Regions from separate parts of the Canis lupus genome. Here region 1 is linked to region 2. The links are chromatin contacts, called in public Hi-C maps. All regions are on one chromosome and are shown on one strand. Each heading gives the region's core, a stretch centred on a gene start, on an enhancer-like site or on the middle of the called end of the contact. The rest is flanking DNA. Distances are from core to core; before and after follow the strand shown. Region 1 holds the start of LOC100687029 (transmembrane epididymal protein 1A-like). Region 2 has its middle 72 kb from the start of ZNF648.

The links. Hi-C and Micro-C count contacts between places; a contact is called where the count stands out from the background.
Region 1: a contact with region 2 is called in a Hi-C map of blood, with 6 times the contacts expected there. The contact joins the promoter of LOC100687029 here to the enhancer-like site in region 2. A contact is called at or near these places in 6 of 9 Hi-C or Micro-C datasets (amygdala, blood and skin fibroblasts).

The regions. Positions count from the first base shown.
Region 1 is chr7:15,625,016-15,630,636 of UU_Cfam_GSD_1.0, forward strand. It overlaps LOC100687029 (transmembrane epididymal protein 1A-like), which reads right to left and starts at 1,821. Exons shown (of 1, transcript XM_038542236.1): 1 at 607-1,821. The coding sequence starts at 1,821. The coding sequence ends at 916. The region is part of intron 3 of RGSL1 (regulator of G-protein signaling protein-like); the gene reads left to right.
Region 2 is chr7:15,430,057-15,436,251 of UU_Cfam_GSD_1.0, forward strand. No RefSeq gene overlaps it. Among named protein-coding and RNA genes, the nearest start is that of ZNF648, 72 kb to the left of the region's middle. Within about 2 kb of position 3,300, at least 10 of the 20 cell types and tissues checked have an H3K27ac peak or open chromatin away from gene starts, as enhancers often do.

The DNA.
Region 1 (5,621 bases), core at 571-3,070, 190 kb after region 2:
GAAGGCCTCTTTGGGGTGCTCAGTGGGGTGAGGGTGAAGGTGGGTTTTATGCTGCGTACCAAATACCATGGTAAAAATGTGATTGACTGATGGCTTTCTGTGAGATGCAAAGGAGTGATATTTGCAAAGACCCAGGATTCCATCCAGAAAGTGACATGTGTGAAGGTGGTGGTAGTGGTGAAACAGAAAAGCTTTGACTGGAATAGGAGCAATACAATATGAAGTAGAAGTACTGAGCATTTGAATTCTATATTTGAATTCTGCACATTTGAAATGTTAGTATACTTAAGCATTAATAAAGTCTCACTTTATTAATTTGGATTTGATATGAAAGCAGTCCTTAAAAGTGGGAAGGAAGCATAAAAAGCATACTTTCAATACTTTCAACCAGTATGAATTAATTATAAATTCTGTTTCTATTACTTCCACATGGTGGTGCAACTTTGGTGAGCAAACTGAAGTACCTACTTATCTTTATCAGGATAAGACTTGAATGATTACAGTTTTGAATTGTGAGAAATCATTATACTCTCAGGTAAAAGGCAATCACTTGTGCCTGGAGAAGTAGCCACGGACAGCATGACTCCTGGACTCTGCTCTCCTCTCTTTGAAGGCCTCCCTTCTATTACATCTTCTGCCCCCCATAGCTCTTCTTGCACCCTTACCTACCCACCCTGGTGCCCTCCCCACTGCTCCACGAGTCCCATCAGCAACCCTTTCCCAGGCTCCTCTCTCCTCATCTCCTCAGCAATTAGACGTTCAAAGGGAGGAGATGTACCAGCAGATGGAGATCAGCTGCTCTCCTTCATGGCCATTACCTTCACTGGAGACCAAAAAGGGTGCAGTGCCCATGTCTGAGAGAACCCGCAAGGAGGCAGATGGGTGGACAGTGTGCCAGGCATTCTAGGCCCTGTGTCAGGAAGAGCTTTTTGAAAGGAGAAGAGCCTGCTCATCTTTCTCTGACTGCTCCACTTCCTGCAGCAATTTGTACAGGGGTCCTACTGTGCCCTTGTGATATGGAGCTTCTTTGGATCCCATCAGCTTCAAGCTGGGGCAGTGACAACGATGCCAGAGGGCAGAGAGGCCATAGATTCCCAGCAGACACAAGGCATTGATCATCACATGCCAACAGAAGAAGGTGGTGACGAACATGATGTCACTGATGTCATCATCCTGCCATGGGTAGCCAGTGACTGGCCTGTACAGAATAAAGCCAGCCTGCATCAGCCAAGAGCCCATCATCAGAAACAGAAAAGCCTCAATCAGCAAGAGTTGAAATGTGTCGGGAGTCCACAGCTCTATAGTCAACACCAGCATCAATAGGAACACCACCAAGATGAGCAGATAATGAATCTGAAGCTCTATCCCTGTTGTGTCCTGAACATGTGATACCAACAAGAGCAGGAGCACGTAGAAGGTCAGGACCAGGGAACCTTTTTCTAGAAGCACACACCTCTGAGGCAGCAAATTCCTGCTCATGACATCTACACAGCCATTGAGGGTGAGGAGGATGAACATGGTGAGATGCTGCCACTCTTTGGGGTACAGAAATCTTGGTGGCAATTGTCTGTTCATCAATACCAACCCTCCTTTAATGCAACTGATCTCATAAGCTATTAAGATGGAGCCAGTCACCATCTTCAGCAAACCTCTGTAGGATATTTTCCACAGCCTGGCCCATCTTCCCTTATTCGTAGGATGGCATGAAGGATCCAGGAGAGAGTCTTTGAATATCACAGCTTTGGAGACTACTATTGCCTGATACAGTCCATATAAGATTAGAAACAGTCCTGGGTACACATGACCAATGAAGGTTCCCATTGAACTACAGATCTGTCTAATGAAGAGAGAAGAGCAAAATTTGGGCAAGTCCACACCTTCTGGGGACCCTTCAAGGTCTGGATTTTGGAAGAATTTGCCTTCCACCAACTTTTATCATCTCACCCCACCTACTGCTCCCCCACAGAGGAAATGCTTCTTGAAGTAAGCCTACGTCTTTGGTGGAGTAAAGCCCCATTGTTCCATTCCATTCTGGTACATTAGGAACTAACTGACTTCTGCCAAAGAAGAAGGCTTGTGAATGTGCTTTTAGAGGCTCCCTTCAATGGCCCTTGAGGTACTTCTGTGCACACCTGTCCCTTTTTCCCATGGCTTCCTTCCCCTTGTGCTGCCCAGCACGCAAACAAGAAGAGAGGAGCATGGGATAGGGGAAGGGGTTGCTGTGGTATCCTGAGGTAGCCTGGCCATTCAGACATAATTTTGGTCTAGTTGTAAAGTTCTCTTTCTGAACACATATATTTATAAACATCTGGATATGTGATCATATAATACATACCTAGCATCTGACTTTTCTATTCTTCTTTTATAGACACATTCTGAAGATCCCCAAGAAATCTCCCTTCACCTCCACCTCTTCTTCACATCTCCATCTGTGCCCTTAACCCCACTTCAATATCTCTACTGGCCAATAAATGGATCAGAAAAGCTACTTTTTGATATTGATTTTCAGGGGCTGTGGTGGTTTTATAGTGTGTCAACCTAACTAAGCTTAAGCCATATTTTCCATAATTTCCTTCCTTATGTAGTTCCAGATTGGATTGGCTACAAGAGAGATTTACATGAGAATCTGAGGGTGGAAGTGAAGCAGCAACCTGAACACACTCTGGAAGTGTTGGGTACCTGCCACTGTAGCTCATGCATTCTGTTTTTTTTTTTTTTTAATATTATTTATTCATGAGAGACACACAGAGAGAGGCAGAGACATAGGCAGAGGGAGAAGCAGGCTCCTCGCAGGGAGCATATGCAGGACTTGATTGCTGGATCCGGGATCATGACCTGAGCTTAAGGCAGGTGCTCAACTGCTGAGCCACCCAGGCTACCTCATGCATTCTGTTTTTGGTCCATTGGCTCACCTCCTTGGCATGGGCAGCAACCAAGCCTATAGCTAGCTCCCTTAGTTTCTTTTAGTGTCGGGGCACCAGCTTCTTCTATAAGTCACTTGCCGTTGAAGTATGAGGTGGTGAAAGAAAGACACAGGTTTCATTTTGTTCTCATAGGTTTCAGTTTGTTCCTTGCTTTCATGCAGTATACTTCCTGACTGCTGCCACATTGACCTGAAATGACCTCAAGCCTCATCACTTAGCCACAGCCTACCATAGACTTCTTCACTACAAATCTGTCAAGGTGTAATATCCATAAGAAATTCATATTTCATGTCATTTTGCTCCCATGATTCATGGGATTAAAGTCAAATCCTTAAAATGCAGATACTGTTGAGTGAGTGACTCCAGTGAGTTGGTGTTGGCCGTTTGTATTTTAATGTGAATTAGCCCATCAGCTTCATTTATCTGTTAATGCATTTATCTGTTTATGGAAAAAAAAATAATGCAGAGAATGGTGGAGAAAAAGGCACAGGGAACGTGAGGCATCCCCGGGGCCCAAAATAGTTTTGGGTTTATTGCAGTAGGTACTGAAATAGGAGTTTTCCCAGGTATGACAGTTGTGCTAAGGAAGGAGGAAGTGCATCACTCAGCATGAACCATGCTGACATCACTGTCTTCTGCATAATCATCAGCCTCACAGTATAAGCAATGTCTTGGGGGCAGAGAGGCAGCACCTGTATGCCAACAGCACCCCTGGAGGAGAGGAGGAGAATTTACACCCAGTTTATAGCACTGCTTCTGAGCCCTCACTCCTATCAAAATACCTTTTTCTCAAGTTCACTTGATTCCAGAAAAATTCAATCTCTCTCTGCCCTTAAGGATCACAGTAATTCAGATTGCTTCTTACTATTGAGAGATTCGGTAGGGCTAAGATTTGAGTGTGAAGGCAAGTTGGAAAAATGAAGTTTAATTCTGCTTTATGAAGGAATTTGCTTATTTTAAAATTTAGTTTTAGGTTTTTCTCTTTCTTTCTTTCTTTCTTTCTTTCTTTCTTTCTTTCTTTCTTTCTTCTTTCTTTCTTTCTTTTTGAGAGAGAGCATGTGAGTGCGGATGTAGGGGCAGTGTAGGGAGAGGGAGAGAGAGAATCTTGAGCAGGCTCCATGCCCAGTGTGAAGCCTGTCACAGAGCTTGATCTCAGAACCCTGAGATCATAACCTGAGCTGAAATCAAGAGTCAGACACTTAACCAACTGAACCACCCAGATGCCCCAGATGTTTGGGTTTTTTTAAATTGATGTATAGTCACTGTAAAAAATCAGGTAAATATATAAGCAAAAAGAACATTAAAAATCATCTTTAGTCTTGTAATCTGGAGGTGACCCATCATTGAGGTATAGAAGTGCAATTTTAGGAAGGCAGCATAAGGAAGTGGAAAATGTATCAACCAGAAGTCATAAATCTGGGTTCTAATTCTAGTTCTCCCTTCATTTGCTGTATATCATACCTCTTATCTGAAAAAATTGAGGATTGAATTTAACTTTCTATTGAAGTGAAAATAAAAGAGCATGAATGTTGTTGCATAGATGTGAGCATATTTATCTCCTGTTTCTTTCTTTTGGTGAATTATCAAAATGCCTGGAGAGCATGGCAGAGCAGAGGAATGCAAAAGGAAAATCTAAGTGACACTTCTGAAGTGAGTCAGGGAGGCGAGGACCCCAGGGATTCTCTTTGTTTTTTTTTTTAGATTTGTTCTGGGAGAAGCACAGGGTTCATCACTCCTGTAAGTAATAGTAGGGCTGGGCTGGGGAATACATGGTCTGCAGGCCCCAGGGAGCTGTATTTAGTCACTTTGAATATTGCTGCTCATACTTCAAGGCTGTGGTCTGTGTAAGGTGGGGGCAGCAGAGTTCAATCCAGCTCCCACATTCATTTTCCCACTTGTTTCTGGAAGCTGTGAGCTGGTTGCCAATAGTCAGGGGAGGAGGGAGGTTAGTAGCACTGACCCAAATGGGAAGTTGAAAGTGGCACATATGAGGACAAGTAGCTCCACTTAAGGTCCCATCTGGGATGCTCAGGCCCCCCACCTTGGCCAGACCCCAGCACTACATGTTGTTCATTAAAACATGAACATCCTGATCTCAGGCTTTGAAGATAGGAATCACTCTTCCCAAACCAGACACTGCCCACAAGTAGCCAAGAAGGAAGCCAAAGGTGGTGAATGATTACCGGAACTGGCAGACAGCTCCAGAGTCTGTGGACGAGTGCCTGGACAGCTGTTTCATGAGGGAAATGCCACTTGACCACAGGAGTCCGTGGAGGTCCTTCATGTCCTGGCTGTTCCACACTGAGATGCCCCTCGAACCTGCCCTTCCACCCCCATTCTCAAGGGGCCTCAGGCATAAACAGTGCCATTTGTTTGGCATGAAATGCTAGAATGAGCAAGAAGGTCTTTAGGAATTCAGTAAATAAGAATTTGTTACAGCTGTTGATTCTACTGAGTATAGCAAGGCATATAAAAAAAAGCATATGACATAGTCCTCACCCTCAAAGAGCTTACAATTCAGCTGAAGGCATACATCTCTATATACACACATACAACAGACATTAGAAACTATTTGGACTGTTCTGTTCCATGGAAATCAAATATAACATGTAATTTTAAGTTTTTGAAAAGCACATTAACAACAAAATAGTGAAGTTAATATTAATGAGACATTGTTTTTACCCAACATTACCAAAA
Region 2 (6,195 bases), core at 2,050-4,549:
ACTTAACCACCCAGCTGTTATGTCTGTCTCTAAGACAGTACTTTAAGAGGCAGTAAAGTGTACAGGGAAGGGTACTGAGTTTTGAATCAAAACGAGCCCACAGAAAGGAGAAAAAATGAGTGGGAAATATCAGAAAGGGAGACAGAACATGAGAGACTCCTAACTCTGGGAAACGATCTAGGGGTGGTGGAAGGAGAGGTGGGGGGGGTGACTGGGTGACGGGCACTGAGGGCGGCACTTGACGGGATGAGCACTGGGTGTTATTCTATATGTTGGCAAATTGAACAGCAATAAAAAATAAATTTATTAAAAAAATAGTGAAAATAAAAAACAAAACAAAACAAAAAAAATGAGCTCACATTTTCTCCATTACTACCTGTGGAAAACTGTGGACCAATTCTTTTTTTTAATTTTTTATTTATTTATTCATGAGAAACACAGAGAGAGAGGGGCAGAGACACAGGCAGAGGGAGAAGCAGGCTCCATGCAGGGAGCCCAACATGGGACTGGATCCCAGGTCTCCAGGATCTGGCCCTGGACTGAAGGCGGCGCTAAACCACTGAGCCACCTGGGCTGCCCCTGTGGGCCAATTCTATTACGTTTCTGAACTCTCAACTTTATCATTATCATCGGATAGCCAGCATTTATGAGGCAACTACTGTATGCCGACACAATGTTAAGCACTTTACCAACAACATTGGCTTTAATGTTCCCCAAGCACCATTCTACAGGAAAGAAAACAGAGTCCCAGAAAGTCAGCCACTCTGGCCATGTGATCATAGGGATGTCCTCCCCAGGTACTGCACAGAGGTTCTGTAAAACCACTGAGAGATAATGCTGTCCCAGTTGTACTGTGTATATGGTTCTCTCTCCACAACTGCAAGTCAGTATAGTCTAGAGCTGTCTTACTTGCCTTGCTGCTCTGTTACCCAACACTACGTAGCACATTAGTAGCCACTAAAAAACGCTGGTTGAATGAAAATGAATAAATGTTTAAAAAAATTAACATTTACAGAAAGCCCTATATAAATGAAGGCCCTATTGACCAACCTACTATATCACTGTGATAAAGGGCCCGGAGATACCTGTGCACTGTACCCACTGTGGGCATTGCATCCTGAGGGTGCCTTACAGGGGGGTTCTATTTACATGAGGTCTTGATAGACCTCCTTGGAGAAACAATAACTAGACATCTGGGGAGTACGTTTGGCCCCATGAATCTGAGCCAGCCCTGCAGACTTGCAACTTGTTCACTTGAACTGGTGCCATGGAGCAGGACTCTGATTAGAGCCTTGAGCTTCTTCATAATTTCCCCCAGATCTCGCATGGCCTCCTCAGACCCAACGCCTCTCCTCTTTCTGGCTTTTGCTTTGCCCTATGGCCTTGGCCTGACCCTGTCCCTCTGGTCCCGGCCTTGGCCATCCTCCTGTTTTGCAATGGGCATTTACCCTTCCAAGTGCATCTGAGGCTGCTGCTCTGGACAAACCCCTTCTCGCTCAAGCTTGGCCTCCACGTTCATTACCCATCGGGCTTGCTCCGGCTCTGTGGATCAGAGTCACACGCCAGACTGAGCGTCCTGGTCAAAAGCAGAGTGAAGTCTCTCACCTGCATTCCCAGGGAGGGCTTCCAGGAGGGCAAGGAACTCACCTGTGACTGAACAGAGGGGTCGAGATTGAGCCTTGGTAGGGAGCGACAAATTTGAACAAAATGCAGTTTTATGCCATTCTCACAGGGTTAAAACCAAACTCTCAGAAACACGTCCCATGTCCCAAACTCTTAGGAGGAGAGGGAGAGAAGAACCCTCTAGAAAATGGAAAAAAATTCAAATGAAAATGTTGATCTATTGGCAAAACTGTAACAAACAGAGCAAGATCTCCCTGATTTGGGGGCCCCATGAAAATAACACCAGAGGCCAGTTAGTGAGATGAAGCAGCTGAGAACTGGCCAATCCTGCGGAAACAGGGGAAGAGTGATAATAATGTGCAGATAACTGGCAGAGCCAAAGGACAGGTGGACCTCACACAGCTGAGCCAGGTGACTCTGATTTAGCCGCTTTAACTCCGAAAATTCCATCCGGATCAGCCGTGAATTAGCAGCGGCGGCCACCAGATGGCGCTAGAGTAGCGGCTGCGGGAAAGCCGCGGAGGCTGGGCAGGTGGGAGGAGCCCCCAGGCTGAACCGGGAGGTGGGGAGCTCATAGGTGGTGGCTCAGAGGTGAGACGCGGAGACCCTGCGGTCCCCACACCCTTGCCTGGGCTGGAAGCTAAAGGGGTGCATGTTCCCCTGGTTTCCTAGTGACAAAATTCCCATCTGACCTCTAATTTCCTTTTCAAACAAACCGCACTGATGTGAAATTGGGCAACTCTGGGCGTCCCTAACCTGGGGAAGAAAGGCCATTTGCTTCTGGGTTTCCAATTCGGTGAGAATTTCCATACCGTGACACGAATTCGATGGAATATGCAGTGAGAGCCTTGCAGAGTGCATGCAGCCGAAACCCCATAAACCTCATTGGACAGCTCGGCCCTAGCCTCCTGGGGGGCTGACCTGTGTCCCCAGCACTGGAGGGCTACTGGCCCTGTGAAGCACTCAGCCCCTCTGGCCAGAGACCCTTTGTCCCCACGGTTTTGTTGTTCCAGATTTCTCACTGTGAGGCCGAGACAGCTGCCAGGGGCCACCCCAGGAGCTGGAATCTCAGCTCACAAACAGAGCATTATATACAGTCCTTCTGCCCCCACCGGGGCCGCTTGGCCCTGGCCCGGCCCCACGCCCAGCGTCCAGCCTCGCTGCAGTGCACGCTCGGGGCCCGCCTGACCCCCACCCCTCCATCCCCCCATCCCCATCCCCCACCCCGTTCTCCAGCAACGTGTTTCTTTCTTTTTATATATATATAAATTTATTTTGTATTGGTGTTCAATTTGCCAACACATAGAATAAGTAAGACCCAGTGCTCCCCTCAGTGCAACGTGCTTCTGATCTGCCCCGAAACAGCCACCGCTCGGTTTTCCAGCCTGGCCTAACCGGCTTCGCCCCTGGGCCTCGGTGCACGCCCGGAGGTGATCAGATTGCAGGGAACAGTCTGTCTTCCTCCCTGCCCCTGCCTGTTTCCTTCAGGGGCAGGGGCCAGCCGGCTGAGCTGTCTTTCCCGTGCTGGGCTCCTCACCCTCCCGCCCACGTGGCCGGCCTGCTGTGGGTGCGGCGGGAGCCGAGCTGGCAGCGGCTGCAGGGAGTGGGAGTCCGGGCAGGGGCAGGGCAGGTTCGCCGCGGGGAGGCAAGATTGCTCTGGCCCGGGAGCGCAGGGCGGGGGACCAGTTCTGGCCAGATCGCTTAAAAAATGTTTTGTTCTTGCCTTGCTGCTGCTGTCCTGGAAGGGGTGGGGGGAGGTGGCTGCCGGAGGGGAGTCCTTCCCCCCCTCCCCTCCGGGTGCTGAGCTGTCACTTCTTGGGCCAACCAGGCCTGTGCGAACTTCTGGTTCCTTTAGGCAGTAAACACCCTGGTTTTCCAGGCCACACTATTGCTCCCTTTCCCCATTTTCTTACAAAATGCAGGTTTAAAAAGAAAAAAAAAATAGAAAAGTGGTCAGGCCAATGATAAGGGCAGGGTTTAAAGGTTTAAAAGAATCATTAAATATGATGTTTATTGAGCCTGTTAAAAGTCTTCAGCAATATTCTCTCCTTTCTTGTCCTTGGCAGCTTTAGAAATCAGCTGTGGGGCAGGCAGTACCTGAACAACGTTCGCCCTTTCAGAGCAGTATTGAAATAAATATTTTGAATAAAAACATTAAAGAGAGTTAGCAAAGCGGGAGCATGTTAATCCCGAGAAGGGGTTGGAGCCCCTTCTGGCCACATTTTCCAGAAAAGCTGGTCACAAGGTGACTAAGAATGTAAGTAAGACATGAGACCGACCTCCCAGAGGATCATGAGGTCAGGGAGGGTGAGAGCTTGCCTCTGTACCCCAGCCTCAGCTGGGTGTCATCTGCCACTTGGACCTGTCCAGGGACATACCACTCCACTGACCAGAGATGGCGGCAGGGCTTGTATGATGCTCAGCAAGTCCCAGACCCACAAGCCCTTTGCCAACCATGTCCACATACAGCTAGTGACACTGCGAAAGACTTCATCACTGTCTTTGAAGCTGATTTTCTTACTTAAACCAGTTTGCTCCAGAAGAAAACACTATAGTTTCACTTTATGTGTAAAGTCAGTATCATTTCTGTAAATAAGAAAAAATAAGCATAAAAAAGAGAAATGCCAACATAAAACCATGGAAACAAAACAACGCTATTAGTTTTCAATATCTTTTTTTTTTAAGATTGTTATTTATTCATGAGAGACACAGAGAGAGGCAGAGACACAGGCAGAGGGAGAAACAGGCTCCCAGGAAGAGCCCAATGCAGGACTCGATCTCAGGACCACGGGATCACAACCTGAGCCAAAGGCAGATGCTCAACCACTGAACCACCCAGACATCCCAGTTTTCCATATCTTGCATGGAGTCGTAGTTATAAGCAATTTGTGAAAATAAGTTCCTCCTTGCGAAAAATGAAACAGTTTACATATACTCGACCCAGGGTCCTAAGTTTCCTGGGATGATGAGGCGTTACGTCTGAGCACAGTGGCCAGACTGCCTGGCTGAGTCCCAGCTCTCCACTTAGGAGTTGGGAGGCCAAGGGTCAGTTTCTCCACATCTGTGTGCCTTAGTTCCTTGTTTGTCGAAAGAGGCTAATAATAGTGCCAGGCTCAGAGTTGTTCCTGACCACATGCAAAACAGTCATGAAAGGTCCACCCAGCGCTTAGTAAGCTCTCAATGAACATCAGCTATGAAAATAATTAGTAGTCATAATGTTAGCATTAGCAGGATTCATGGATTTAAAATTCCTACTCTGTAGAATTTGGCATCAGAAAGATTGAAAAAAAAAATTATTTACCACTTATCCCTGGTAGGATTGGTCACTAAGAGTCGATTCCTAACCAAAATGATGAAAGTGACTTTAGCCCAACAAACTTCTCTTTGAATGGGGCCTCTGAAGCAGTTTCCAAAATCTAGTCTTGGAACGTGTTGAGTTCCCTGGTAATATTTGGAAAGTGATGGAAAATGGGTTCCTCATCTACTCCCTGCTGAATTCTTGTCTAGAAAAAAACGAGAGACACCTAACTCTGGGAAATGAACAAGGGGTAGTAGATAGGGAGGTGGGCGGGGGGTTGGGGTGACTGGGTGATGGGCACTGAGGGAGGCACTTGGCGGGATGAGCACTGGGTGTTATGCTATATGTTGGCAAATTGAACTCCAATAAAAAAATTTTTTTACAAAAGGGATAAAAAGAAAAAGAAAAAAGGAAAGAAAAGAATGATATTTTATTTCATTTTCCAAAGATTGCTATATAATATTCAAAACAAGGAGCTAACTATTCAGATGAGTATGTATAACCATATGATTCAGATAATGAAAATATTTTCGAATGTTTTAAATTAGTTGTATGCTTGGGGCAGCTTAGAAGACACATTTTTGGGTCCTTGGCATATTACCAGCTGACACCAGCTACTACCCTCTGAGTATTAACTATGTACCCTGGCAGAAATAAATTATTGAATTCTCATAACTCGGTGGCTTAAGTACCTCTGTCTCCTCCATTTTACAGGTGGGAAACTGAGGCTCAAATAGGGCAAGTGAGTTGAGATTGTTTCGCTAATGTGGGTTCAAGACTGGGATTTAGGGCTGCTATCCAATGCCCAAGACTTGCTCTGCATCTTTGCACTTCTCTGCCTCTATGGGATGTAGTCTGGTGCTTACAGCTCTGCCTTAGTTAATTCACAGAGCCTGGGCCTCAGAGCAGGGCACCAGGGTGTTCTGGCCCCTATTGACTCCCACTGGTCTAGTCCTACCTGAAAATTCAGATAGGAGCAAAGAAGCCTTGGGCATGGGTGTGCGTAACACTAAGTGCAGGGGTACCCAGTGGACCCACAGCCTGAAGAGAAACCGTAGTCCCCTCTCCTTGGCTGGGAACTGCTGGCTACTCAACTCCCTTCTCCCCTGCCTTCTGTCCCCTCTTGCTGTTACTGGTAAAACATACCCTTCTACGGCAGCAACCACCTTTCCTACCTCCTTTTGTGGACCAGCAAGATCATCTCTGTTGGCCTATATACCATGTTTGGAAAAAACTGGATTAGCACACAGTAGGTCTCTGAGACAGGTGTAACC